Regions from separate parts of the Mus musculus genome. Here region 2 is linked to region 1. The links are chromatin contacts, called in public Hi-C maps. All regions are on one chromosome and are shown on one strand. The core of a region is the stretch at or near the end of the contact, and the rest is flanking DNA. Distances in the headings are between cores, read along the strand shown.

Region 1 (6,672 bases), core at 3,728-6,227:
TTCACTGAGAAGCACCTCAGCTCAGTGGCTCACATTTTACACTGATTCCACAAGAATTGGTTTATATCTCACTTTCATCCCTTAAATGCGAAGGGTTTACAAATCATGATCCCACCAGCCTTGTTTCATTCTCGGAAACTCTCTGGAAATGGTATTACACTCATTTCTCTCACTGGTTTGCTTGGTAGCGAGGATTGAGAAGTGCCGAACTGAAGAAATGCTACAGGAGCTGAAGGGCCACCTTCCTCCTCCTCCTCTCCCCTCCCCCTCCCCTCCCCCTCCCTCTCCTCCCCCTTCCCCCTTTGGAATAAGTTTGGGGCTTGAACTCATGGGGATGCGTATTTTGAAATTTAGAGTCACTTTACTAATTTGCCCTGAGTACTTGATTAACCCAGAGATCTCTCATCAGCTAAACCTAACATCCTGGTATCTAGGTCTGAATACAGCCCCCGGTTTCTTATATTTGTTTCTCTCTTTGCCTGGTTTTTATTTGTCTCCAACCGCACCTCTGGTTTTTAATGTAGATACTTTCTGTCAAATCAACAAACAAACAAAAGACCAGGAGACTTCATGTGAGGAAAACTGATCAGATGGATGGATCTGTGAGTTAAGAGGAATCTGGCAGGAAGAAAGGAAAAGTGGGCAGAGAAGAACGGGCAACCAACAGCTGCTCTCTGATTTGTGAAGGAAGTGCCCAGCAAAGAGGTACACTGGGGATTCTGAAGGAGAACCAACGCCTCTAGTGTGGTCCAACAGCTGGGCCCTAGGCATCGTGTCCTCTCCTGCAGTCTCCACCACATATCTTGAGAGGACATTCCTTTCTGCCTCCAGGGACACAGGTGAAAATGGCCTCACTGTGGTAAGGATGTGGTTGTTAGGAGAATGAGTCCTTTTTTTGAATCACTGGGGATAGGAGAGATAACTGAAGGAACGGATTGAGTGGGGTCATTTGTACATTTTCTGTAAACAGTGTTTCTTGGGTTGTGGTGTTTGTTTCATATGAAGAATTGTGAATAAAAGCTTTGATCTTATTGAAACCTGAGCAATTGTTCAAATTTCCTTCTGACTTAAATGGCAGTCACTCCACACACTGACTACAAAGCCTTCTCACACAGGCTTACTCATGTAATCCTCTAAGTTGGGGGTAGGCCAGCTATCATTAGTTCCATTCACCGATGTGGGTGACAGTGGGTGGTGGAGGCTCTTAGCCATTCACTCCTGTCCATTTTACCATCAAAGGAAGCTAACATATTCTCATAGGGGCAGCATTTGGAGTTGATGTTTTCTTGCTCAGGGTGCTGAGGCTGATGAAAACTCCTCAGGTAAAGGCAGGCTACCAGTGAGGACAAGACAATGGGGTCTGCTCCGCTGGGCAGTCCCTGCCTGAATAAGAAGCTTTGGCTGGAGAGTGCTGGGCCAGTGGGTCTCAGGGAACTCCCTACCAATCATTCTCAATTGCTAGTATTACTGGATTGAAGAAGAAAGCACAGAGAATCAATAGTCTCTACAGTATTTCACTCTAGGAACAGTTGGGAATATAAACACCAAAGAGAACCCTGCTTGATTACTAAGACAGTCCCTTAGTTTTTGTTTTTGTTTTTTTGTTTGTTTGTTTGTTTGTTTTCCTGAAATGCTTGGAATCAGACATGCCTTGCATGACATTCTGGATCTACCACAAGAGAGTTCTGCAGACTTGGCCAAATGACGAGATCTCTGCCAATGTGGATTGCTGATGTATACAACAAGCAAGGAGTGCTTACCTCATCAAAAGGCTGTATGAGTAGCAAGATTTTATACATATGCATACACACATTCTTATATATGTGTGTGTATATACATATACATACACACACATATACATACATATGTATATATAACATACATACATATACACACATATGTAATAATATACATATGTGTGTATATAGATATATATACACATACACACATATAATCACATCTAACTAAAATTGGTTATCTCGTTTTTAAATTTCTTGGTATGTGAATTTAACATACCTACATTCCATCCTCTGCCTTTCAGACTCATAATCCGTCTTCTGCCTGATTCTTCCCACTGTCTAAGGGGTTTTTCCCACCAGCACCTGCAGTGTTAGCATTGTTTCATTAATAAATTTGCCACAAGCCAGATGTGGTCTCTGAGGCCTCCCTCTCTAGAGTGCTCAGTATGGTGTCATGAAGATATTGGCTGCTCTGTGAGATGTTTCTGGGTCAACACATAGGCACCTTCATCTCTAGCCTGGATCTCATTTCACTTTGCTGTTACAACTGACAGTTAAGGACTTGGTGGAGATGCCAGTGCATAAGTCCTGGCTATGAGGAAGTGGAGAAAGGACTCACTACAGAAATATGGGTTGGGAAAACAAGGAATGTATGAATTGGATTGGCTCCAGATTTCTTTTACTCATTGTGTCTGTGGTATAAATGGAGGAGATGAAGTTAATAGTATAGTTGTATGTGTGAACTCAAGGGAGAGGGACTCTTCCTTTTTCTACATTAATGACATCAATGAAATTCCTAACAGTTAGAACTTTTCCCTTCTCACACAGCTGTCATTATTAGCTTTGAACCAATGCAATTACCTTTGCAATACCCAAGCCATGTTCATACATATATGCCAGGTTGAACATTGCTTGTGCACTGTGATGCTTGTCTGCTGCGATGCTGTAGTGTGTGGCTGCTGTTTCGTAGTCCTTCTTAGTCCCGTAGCCATAGTAATGGTAATCTCCAATTTTTACTCTAGCAAAAGCGTTCCCTGAGAGAAATAGCAGAAAGAGAAAAATCACAAGGGATTCACGTAAAGTTCTCAGTAAGTCAATCTAATAAGCTGTAAAAACGCCAAACATATATGTATGATTGCATGAATGCACATGAAGTATTCAAAAATCTCGATATCACGATTACATGTACTCTATGAAACATAAGATGTACTGCTTAATGCTAGCAGTCTTCATTGCAAGATAATACTCATGCTTATGATGTTCTGAAAGAAATGACAAATGGCACATTTTACCTTTAAAAGTCATAGTTTGGAGATATGACAACTCTTAGAAAACTGAACCCCATCTTTCCTGTCCCTAGACTTCCTTTCCAAAGCTCTGCTCTCATCTGTCAGTAGCCCTGTGAGGGCAAGGCAAGAACCACAAGGCTCTTAATTACTAAGATTGTTCTGGAGCCTAGCATGGTACTTGATAAATATTTATGGAATGATTAGACAAACATGCTGGGATATTTTTAGAAAATGCCTTCGCCAGAGGTAATTTAGGATATTACTCTCCAACAAACGTGAATATGTAGATTATATAGCAAGGAGAGGGGAACTGACATTACTTTTAAAGATATGTGACATCATTTTTGGAAGGCCACTTAGAAATGGCTTTTAAGTGTGTGTGTATGTATTTCTCTCTCTCTGCATCTCTCTCTGTCTCTCTGTCTCTGTCTCTGTCTCTCTCGCTGTGTGTGTGCATGCGTGCATTCGTGCCTGCCTGTCTACCTGCTGGTCTGTCTGTCTTGGGTGATGGCTATCCTTCTCTACTGTGGGTTTAGAGGATGAAAACTTCAAGTTGGACATTTGTTTCAGCTGTGGCCAACCCTTCATAAAACCTGGGCTTTTTGGAAAATGGGAGCCATGTGTAGTAGGGTCTGAGGTATGTCCTGAGATATAAGACTCCTTCCAAAATTCTCTGTCCATTTGGCCAAGTCCAGTGGCTATTTTTTTTTTTTTTTTTTTTTTTTAGTGTTACTCCTAGTGTCTCCTATTAAAGCACAAATACTTTAAAGAGATGTGACCCCATGAACCATCTTTGTTTCCCTCTGGGCAGAGCTAATGTTTTAAAATTCCTAAGCTAATGAAGACATTAGGTTTCAGAGTTAGCTTCCTATGTAATCCATACAAAATGTCTAGATGAGTGGAAGCAAGGGCTGATAGGAATGGTACTCAAGCAAGGGTAATTACAGAGGCCAGGAGAGTCATGATGCCCCAAAGAGAAACCCACTCCATCTCCAATCTTGTTCAAAGCTGTCACCCTGAACCCAATACTTCCTCTTGGCCATAGTCACAAAGGGATAGGACAGTTGTGTGTTCTTAAACTTTGCAGTTAAGAGGAGGAACCCCCAAGCCTCTGAGAATAGAGAGCAGTGGGTGAGCCTGTCCTCAGAGTCATGGTATCCTAATTGCATGTGGCAAATCTGACAGGCTCCTGGATGGATTGGTTGACTAGAGAGATTTCTATTTCAATTCCATAGATGCACGGTGGTGCCTGAGCCCCGATGGCTCGGTACCCTCTTCACTTGAGGCAGCTGCTAAAAGAAGCATTCGTGACTAATTGGAAGTTTTCATCATTAGATTTCCTACCTCTTGTGAGCCACTCAGCAAGCAGCTATAGCTTTGAGAATGGGCACATCTGACCTTTGGTGACACATGATTATTTTCAGCAACCTAACGTGTGTGTGTGTGTGTGTGTGTGTGTGTGTGTGTGTGTGTGTGTGTTCTGTTTAATATTAATGTCTCCTCATTTTCAAATTTTCTTTGTTCCAATCTCCACGCCATTTCCTGGCTTGAAATAAACGTGTGTTTGTTGCAATTGAGCTGATTTGCCATGGCTGAGAGATTGCTTGTTGTTGTTTTCTCACACCAAATAAGGTCTTTATTGCATTTTCAAAAACATAGAATTTCTCACTAAAATTTCATTGATGGCTCGCTGCTGTATTACCAGCTCAGCTGGGGCTGCGAAGGCACCATGGAGGGTTTTTACCCCCTCTGCCTCGTATTAGCATCAGCTGAGAATCGGTTTTTTATCCTATTACTTCCTGTTAAAAGGGATGATTCAGCCTTATCAGGAGATGATTTCAAGAAACCTAATTGGAAATAAAATTGCTCTCTTACTGCAAGAGTCCCTCGCACATCCAAATGCCAGCCGCGACAGCTGTGTAACATCTCCCTGATTTTAATACTATAATTTTAGGGGGAAAATTGGAAGGGACATGGTGATTCAAATGCCACCTGCCAATGCTGTTCCAGGCAGTGACAGTTTACATTCCTTACCACATGTGAGACCAGTGAGTGGGGATGCCTTGAGAATGCCAAGAAAGTATCTTCCCACTTATTTACGCTCGCTTTTTCCAAAATCCCAACATATTGATGGTTAAAGATTTGAGGTGTCTTGTCCTCATCAGTGGCTTATTTTAGATGAGAAGTTAAATGTCGTCGGTGCAAAATTAATTTTGCCTGTATTTTGCCTGTATACACAGGTCACATCTTAGATTAGCTCAGTAAACAAGCCAACAACTGAATGATGAAAGGCGAGGCTTAGAAAATTGTTTTCTTGAGTTAGATTATCATGAGTCAAACAACAGTTCTGGTACCATGGAGACAGAAATTCTTAGGGCTTGCTAAACTAAGGAATTTTGAGAATAATGACAAAAAAAAAAAAGCCAAATTCTCAGAATTGACCTCTAACAGCAGTATAATTTGAAGTGCCCGCTGCTTGACACCTTGACCAGAGCTCTGACTCTGTTCCAAGACTGCAACTGAAGCAAATCAGATGAGTCGACATGGGCAGGGTCCAGCTACATGCCTATTTTGATCTGTTTTATACCTTGAATGGCGGCTCGGTTCCATAGCAGAAGTGCCATTGGATACAACTTCTCTTTCCCCAGAATTTTAGCTTTTTCTAAAAGAAAAAGAAAATGGGGGGGGCATTCCATTAAAAAAGGCTTAAATGAGGATGGGGTATGCATATATGAATATGTAGGGTTGGGGAATTGCAAAGATCTTATCTTACTAGATTCCAAAATGAATGCTGAATTGCTTTGAGCTACTTCATATCCCATTTCGGCAAGCAATGCATACTGAATAAGAGAAGAGTCTATGTCCCCATCCTTATAGGCGAAATAGGCCGTTAGGAATTTCTCAGCCCAGTGGCCTAGTTCACAGACACCTTTGTAAAGCTGAAGACGGGAAGAGAAATCACAGAGGTTAGTTAGCGTCATCCCACATACTGCCCTGTGGACTTCAGCTTCTGATGGCCAGGCAGGCAAGAACTTTTTCTTTTTTTTATCTAAAACTGCCTGACTTTCGAAAGTTATTTAGGGTGAAGAATTAAAACATTTATAGGCACGCAGATTCTCAGGGATAGTTTTGTCTTTAGCAAATCGTTCCCAGGATCCTTTTAATTTGTATAATAAACTTTCCTGGCTTGGAGGTCATTCGATAGGATAAGACTATCAATTTGGAGGGCTTCCTTGTTGATCTTGTCATTTTAAAGGCACTGTGGCTTGGCATGGACAGGGCTACAGAGATGTGGAAAGGAGGAGGAAGGGGAGTCAGAGCTGGAGGGTACAGGTGACAAAAACGGGGATTGAGGTATGCACAGCTCCATGGGGACAAATGTCAGCTTAGCTGAGTAGCCCTTATGTAACCAGAAGAGGTTAGCCATACATAATTCATTAGGAAGTTGGCAAAGGAGCAAATCTAAAGATAGATTATTAGCTGGCAGCTTTTGAAACGAGTTTCAGAGGGACCAGATTGCAACGCAGAGGTATTTATACTGGTGCAGTGGACATATTTAATAAATCAATGAAGGGCATTAAGGTCCTAAAAGCATTCTTTTGAAAAGTAAATTACTGGCTCAGGCCGAAAGAACCAAGCCACTT
Region 2 (7,201 bases), core at 3,220-5,719, 150 kb after region 1:
AGTATACACGACTTTTACATTGAGTGCAAGCAATTATTTCAGAAAGACTATTGTCATGGATTTTTAGATTACTCCCTTTGTTAGTTTTCCATTGCTATAGTAACAAATCATCATAAATTTAGAGGGTTAAAATGATATAAATTTATTCTCTTTCAGTTCCTGGGGACAGACATCTGAAATAACGATTAGACAGTGAAAGCCAAGCGCCTCTTTTGGAGGCACTAGGGAAGAACACACGTCTCTCCCTCTCTCTTTTGTTTATTCTTTTTTGTTGTTGTGCTGATAATTGAACTCAGGGTCTTTGGAATGCCAGGCAAAGGCTCTACTGCTAAGCCAGAACATAGCCTAGAATAAAGCTGTTTACCTTATATTTATGTATAGGTATTTATTTGCACGCATTTATCTATATCACATATATGCCATTGAATGTCAGAGGTCATCAGATCCCTAGTATTGGAGATAGGTGTGGCTGTTGATAACTAAACACAGGTTCTTTGTGATAGCACTAAGTATTCTTAACTACTGAGACATCTCCCAGCCCTCAGAATACATTCTTTAATCTTCAATTTTCAGTTTATGGCGGCTGCTAGTATTCAGTAACTTGTGACTACATTCCTTCAATCTCTGTTCAGTAGTCACTTTTTTTTGTACAGTCACATACTCTTTCAAGATGGAGATACAGTGTGAGAAATTTCTCTTTGTGCAAATATTACAGAATGTACTTGATAACCATACATAGTACGGGGTAATCACACACACTGACCTCCTGATGCAGTCCACAGACAGTGTGAACATAAGATGTACATAGCTGCTGCAAGCATGACATGGCATTCTTTCAATAGAGAATGTCACTTTTATAAGTAGAGAAATATACTATAAAAATGATCAAATTTATAGAAAGACAAAAGTTATAGAAAAGTCAATGAATTAACCAGTAACAGTCATTTAGTAATACAGTCAGGTCATATGTAATGTATACGATTGCATGTGCTGTTCTTCTACATAACAATATGTTTGCCCCAGCATCCATATAGACAGATGGTGGATGCATTGTGATATGTGGCTACAATGGCTCTGATGTCGCTAGACAATTAGAACTCTATAGCTCTTTTATAATTTTATGGCAATACCATCATATATGTGGTTCATTGTTAGAAAAATGTTATTTACTGCCTGACTGTAGTAGTCTGTCTCTCTTCTGTAATCACAAATGAAAAAATGATAAACTATGAAGGTACTTCTTATGTAGTTAAAGGAGCACCGATGACACAGATAGAGAGACTGGGAGTAGAGATCAAGTGGGAATCGAGGATGGTTTGATAGAGAATGACGTTATTTGGAATTTTTTTCTTTCCTCATTCGTAGATAGTCTCAGTAGCCCAGGGTGGTATGAAACTTACAGTCTTTTGGTCTCAGTCTCCTGAGTGTAGGGATCACAGGTATATACAAGCAATGCCAGACCTAAGAACATGATGCTAAAGTAGTGTCAAAAGGATGAGAATAAGTTAATCACACAAATCATGTTTCAGATGTAGTGTTGACATGGAAGAAGGCCATGTGGTGAGGACAAGGTATGCTCAAACAAATGAAAATTCATAAATGAGGGTATATCTAGACTACAGATTGGGGGTGCGATGTGGGTAGAAAATGGTATAGGGCTGGAATGGTGGAAGATGGTCACTCCATTCTTCATGACTGTACTAGTAAACTTAGTGTGGCCAAAATAAAATACCACAGAATAGAGGGCTTAAGTAACAGAAAGAGTTACCCACTCTTTTGGAGGCTGAGGGCCTGAGATTAGGATATCAGGGTGGTAGAGTTCTGATGAAGATCCTCCTGTTGGCTTGAAGACACCTGCTTTCTCTGTATTTTTATATGGCAGAGAAAGGATAGGCAAGGGAGGGAAGGCCAGCTCTCTCTCCCATTAAAAAGGTTATGTCCTATCAGACTATGACCCTGCCTCTTAACAATATTCTTTCCAGATATAACTGCATTGCATCGAAGGACTACAAACCCAGAAATATTGAGGTGGGTGGAACACAATTCAGTCCTTAGCAAAGAGCAATAAAAGTCCTTAATTTCCACCAATGGGATGGCATGGTCTTCTCTGACAAGACAGTGAGAGATGTGGTGGTGAAGAGACTGGGTAGAGGTCAGAAGTGAACAGCGAGGCTGGTGAGGAAGTTTCTCTAGTGGCTCAGGGTGATCCAGACAGCATTTCTGTTGGAAACTAGAGCATTGCAGACTAATCCACAAGGTAAAATTGAGCAGATTCGATATGAACACGAAGGCACGAGAAGGACCTGGGTGGCGCTTGGCTTTTCACACTGCTTACCTGAGCGTGCAACAAAGGTATCCAGACAGGAGCACTCCAAGGAGATCAAATGGAGGGGAAGAATCATGAACTGTTTTGAGAGCTGAACATTTCCGGAATGTTTGAGAGACAGTTTAACCTTTTTGGAATGATACTTTTTATTATTATAATAATTACCACTAAGTACTTAAACCATTACTTCGTAAATATCATTGGCTCAACACAATAAAAGCCTTTGAGCTGACATGAGATGTTAACAGTGCAGCATGGTGGAAGGACATGGTGGAAGGACCCTAGGCTGGTGTGCAGCCTCCCTGAGGAAGAGCTACCTGGTAGGAAGCACTCTCTGGCAGACACCTAACGTTGAGGACTTTTAAATAAGTCAAATTTTTCCTGAATGAAATATGATCTTTAGATGCTGATCTGGCTCATAATGACATCATGAAATACCCAAGGCAGGCTACTTAGGAAATAAAGGTACCCCCATTTTGCCATATGGTCCTGGAGGCTCAAGTCCAAGACTAGGTGGCCCCATTAGTATGAGTCTCTGGTGATGGTGCCACATCATGGATGGAATGTTACATGTCAAGCTAGAAAGCAGAGAAGCACAAACAAGACTCTCATAATTCTCTTTGGAAACAGGCCTCAGTGACATCCCTAGGACCTACTTCTTAAAGGTCTCACCACCTTGGAATTGTGGCACATTCAGGAAGAAAGCTTTGGATGCTTGGTCCTTTGAGGGACATCCTCCATGTGTCAAACCACACCTCTTGGTTAATGTTAACACTGCCTTGACCATCCATGAGAACTTCGTCATCTTTCCTCCCAAAGTCTACCCCATTGCCATTTTATCTGGATTCTACATGAGTCAAAGCCCTTCTTATTTCATTATCAGTGTGATTTCAAAGGCTTCCTTCTTGAAGCTTTTTTCTCCCAACAAAAATAATGTTTTATGTATTTGATAGCATTTAAAGAAAAATCCCAAAGAAAAATGTCAAAATAAATATTACTGTTTTATGATGTTGTGAATTCATTTTTAAGTCTCATTACTCAAACATTCTTCCATTCTTTACAATTCTCAGCTTGGTCTCTCTTTTCCCTTTTCTTTGTCATTGTCATTGTCATTATTATTATTATTATTATTATTATTTTAATGCGTTTTACTTCTCTTTGGTGGAAGGCAGTTTAAGGTTGAGGCACGAGAATCCCTAAATTGTGGCAAGCCTGAGCTACAAAAGACCCACTCTAAAAAACAAACAAACGAACAAACCGTGTTCCCTAAAGTTATTTGCCAATGCATATAACTATATTGATCCTAAATTGATGAATAGATGTGAGTTTCCCAAATCCACTAAGCCAGCTTCGTGGAGAGATAAGTTTGGGGTGCAAAGAAGAGGGTGCAAAAGTTCTATGTTCTAGGTCACTGCTCTTGAGGTAGATTCTCTGGCAATTGGATTTCCTGAATCATGAGAGAACTACCTAGGATGGAGCTAGATCTTTGGATGAGAAGTTGTTTTGAAGTCAATCAGGAATAAAAGACAACCAGGCACTAGTTGGATTTACTTTGATGTGGGACTTGGTTCTCATACATTTTGGTCACCAGATCTTAAAACTCTCGAGTTGGCCCTGTGTACTGTGAAGCTTTTGAAACTTCACAGAATTCTAACTAAATCTCTAACCCACGATTGAGCAGCGGGTTGCACACGGTCTGGATCTTTTCTTTTGGTTCTATTTGTCCACCGAGAGGAAAGCGTCAGGTAAAACCTGTTCAGACGAGGCGGTTACAACTTCTAGGACGGGTGACCTCTTCTTCATTCTACAGTCCCCTAGACTCTCATCATTGTCAGCGGGGTCTGGGTCATCAGGCACACCTGCTGGCAGGCCACGCCCTCAGGCCCTGCTCCTCCCGCTCCCCGCAGGCGGTGGCTGCACGCCCCGCCTCCGTCGTGAAGCAGCCTCCCCGCTCCTCGAGCTCTGGCCCCGCCCCTTCCAGCTCCCCAACGTCCTCGGCGTCGAGCCCAAGCCTGCGCCTGCGCCTGCGCCCTGAGGCTGAAGTAGGGGCGCGCCTTGGCTAGAGCCGGGAGAGCGGCGGGCGGAGCAGCCAATGGGCGGCGGCGCTGCCTGGCTGCCGGGAGGCGGGGCCTGCGCGGGTGTTAGGTTAGCGCGAGGCGTGACCTAGTTGACAGGCTCTGAGGTGCTGCTGTGGCGGCGGCCGCCTGGCAGAGCGGGCGGGTCGAGGGAGGAGGGCGGCGACGGGCCAGCGGCTAGCGGCGCGGGACGCAGAGCCTTTGCACTTTTCCCTCCCGAGTGTCCCCTCCATCCACCCCCCACACTCCACACACCCTGTTTGCCCGTGAGCCTGGGGAACTTGCAGCTTAAAGCCAGCCACCCCCACGGCAGCATGTACCCCAGCAACAAGAAGAAAAAGGTGTGGAGAGAGGAGAAAGGTAACCGGCCCCGCGACCCCGGGGACGGGCGGCGGGTGGGTGGGGGCGGGGGCCCGGCGGGGCGGCGCGACGCCCTCCGCCCGCAGCCTCCTCGCGCCCTCTCTCTCTCGGCCGGTGCCGCTCCTGCCCGCGGCCGCGTCCACGCGCGCGCACGCCACCGGCCACGCGCCGCCCGGGCACCTGCGGCTCGCGCACTTGTGGGCGCACACCCCTCCGGGCGCCGGGTCACCTCCTACCCCGCGTGCTCGCCTCCCGGCAGGCGCGCGCCCCCGGGCTAGGGTACAAGTTGGTCAGGACCCCAGCTGGCACTTTGTACCTCCCGCCGGGTGTCCCGCGGACCGGTGCCGGCCGGCCGGTGTCGCTCTGGCTGCAGTTGCTGAGCCTGGGGAGCATCTGCACCCGCACCTGCCTTCCTCCGGTCCCAGCCTCTGTCCTCCTGACATCCCAAAGTGGCTGGGGTCCCCGCTATGCTCAGCTGCAGTGTGACTTTTGAAATTTGGAACCCAAAAGGAGCATCTTGTCGGAGAGAATAAGTGCCCTCGGAGAAGTCTGAATGGGCTTTCCTCGGCAATGTGGTTCTCTGTTGCATCCTCATTCATAGTGTGAAGTCGCACGGAGTAAGACAGCGAGCACTCTGTGAATGAACCCTTCCATCCCTGAGTTTTGTGCACATCGAGGCTTATCCAAATCCGTTAGATTGACAGCGGCACGGATTCCTTTAAGAAATAGAACTGTGCGATAAGTTCTTTTTCTCCTCCTGTCTGTCTCATCTCAGTTTCATAGGTCATATTGTGATGTAATGCTTGATTCTCTGGCATATTTTTCTTCATCTTTTTCTTTCTTCTCTTTTAACCTGTTTTCTTACCTCAACCTCCGACCCCAATTTCAGAAAAACTATTTGCATTGCTACTACCAACTTGCACCAAATTTGCATATAAAAGATGGAGCAAGGGTGTACCATTTCCTCAGGACTGTCTTCTTACGGAACGGGGCTAAAGGGGGTAACTCAGTTGAAAGTTGATTTTCTTGCTGATAGCTTGTTAAACATTTTTGTTGCAAGTCTCTGTCCTTTGTGAACCTTTTGACCAAACAATGGACTTAAAAGTGAGAATTAGAAACAATTCTCTAAGTAGTGCCTGCTTTATGAAAAAAAAGTATCGAGGAGGGAGTATTCAAATCAACTGCAGGGAAGTATGAATATGGTCGAGTAGCGCAGTTAAAGTATCCTTTAAATATTGAAAGATTCGCTTTAGTGTCATTGTTTCAATGAGTGTGAGTGCTGAGAGAACTAAAAGTCAAAGTGTCACAGAACAAATACTCTTTAGCTTGAGAGCTTGACTGCAGGGCTGGGACATAGCTCACAGGTAGAGCACATGCTGACCTCAGTGAGCCCCTACACCTGGTGCTGGGGAAAACTAAACAAGCAAACAGATCAGGAAAGAGCCAGGTACGTGAACTAGTGAGACGTTTTATTAGTGCTTAGCTTTTGTAGTAGCAATTTAAATTGAACACACTAATGTGAGCATCGGAAAAGTTATTTATTTATTTATTTGTTTATTTAATCCGTGTTCTATCTGCATGCACACCTGTTTGCTAGAAGAGGGCATCAGATCCCATTATAGATGGGCTTCCATGTGGTTGCTGGGAATTGAACTCAGGACCTCTGGAAGTGTTCTTAACTAGTTAAGCTAGTGTTTGTAACTGCTGAGCCATCTCTCCAGCTTTGCATCATTGATGGTAGTAAAATATAGTGTAAAATCAATTTACATTGTACTTGGTAACATGAACCATTGAAATTATAGTGACTACCTAAGAACTGTTTTTACTATATTAGACAAACTGCTCCTAAAGTAACATCTATACACATAGATTGTGATAAGCAGACATTTAAGAATTTTCAGTATCTTACTGTTTTTGCCTTTTGTTTCTTTTATAGGAAAAATATAACCAAGTCTTTTCAATTAATTAATTAATTAAGGTACTAACCAAAGTTTCTCCTACATTCTCTCCCCACAGTCCTTTTCCCCTTTCTTTCCACTCATGACTCCTACTTTTCAGAAAAGGGGAGACCTCCCATTAATATTAACCAGTCTTGACATATGAAGATGCACTAAGGCTGGGTGCATCTTCTCCTACTGGGGCTAGACAAGGCAGCTCAGTAGGGGCAAAGAGTCTCAAAGGCAGGCAACAGAGTCAGAGACAGCCCCTGCTCCTACTGTTAGGAGTTCCACACGAAGACCAAGCTGTATAACTGTATGTATATGCAGAGGGCCTAGGTCAAACCATGCATGGCCCCTTGACCAAGTTCTTTTTTTTTTTTTTTCATTTTAATAAAGAAGCAAATGCATAAAAAAGGCTTTTAGTAAAGTTATTTTCTTTTATCCCAAACTAAGCTATTTTTGCATAAAGCTTAAAGTTAAAGGGAAATATATAAAGTGAA

Evidence for each region. Hi-C and Micro-C count contacts between places; a contact is called where the count stands out from the background.
Region 2: a Hi-C map of cortical neurons shows a contact between it and region 1, with 2.2 times the contacts expected there. The contact joins the promoter of Macrod2 here to the enhancer-like site in region 1. A contact is called at or near these places in 2 of 39 promoter capture datasets (embryonic stem cells and hippocampal neurons), 1 of 484 Hi-C or Micro-C datasets (cortical neurons) and 3 of 9 other capture datasets (adipose tissue, liver and pancreatic islet).

Annotation. Positions count from the first base shown.
Region 1 is chr2:140,238,299-140,244,970 of GRCm38.p6, forward strand. Sel1l2 (sel-1 suppressor of lin-12-like 2 (C. elegans)) reads right to left here. Exons shown (of 20, transcript NM_001033296.2): 16 at 5,802-5,967; 17 at 5,616-5,690; 18 at 2,601-2,773. Among named protein-coding and RNA genes, the nearest start is that of Ndufaf5, 71 kb to the left of the region's middle. Within about 2 kb of position 4,978, at least 5 of the 459 cell types and tissues checked have an H3K27ac peak or open chromatin away from gene starts, as enhancers often do. A contact at or near this core is called in cortical neurons, where this site is marked.
Region 2 is chr2:140,390,961-140,398,161 of GRCm38.p6, forward strand. It overlaps Macrod2 (mono-ADP ribosylhydrolase 2), which reads left to right and starts at 4,470. Exons shown (of 19, transcript NM_001013802.3): 1 at 4,470-4,761. The coding sequence starts at 4,716.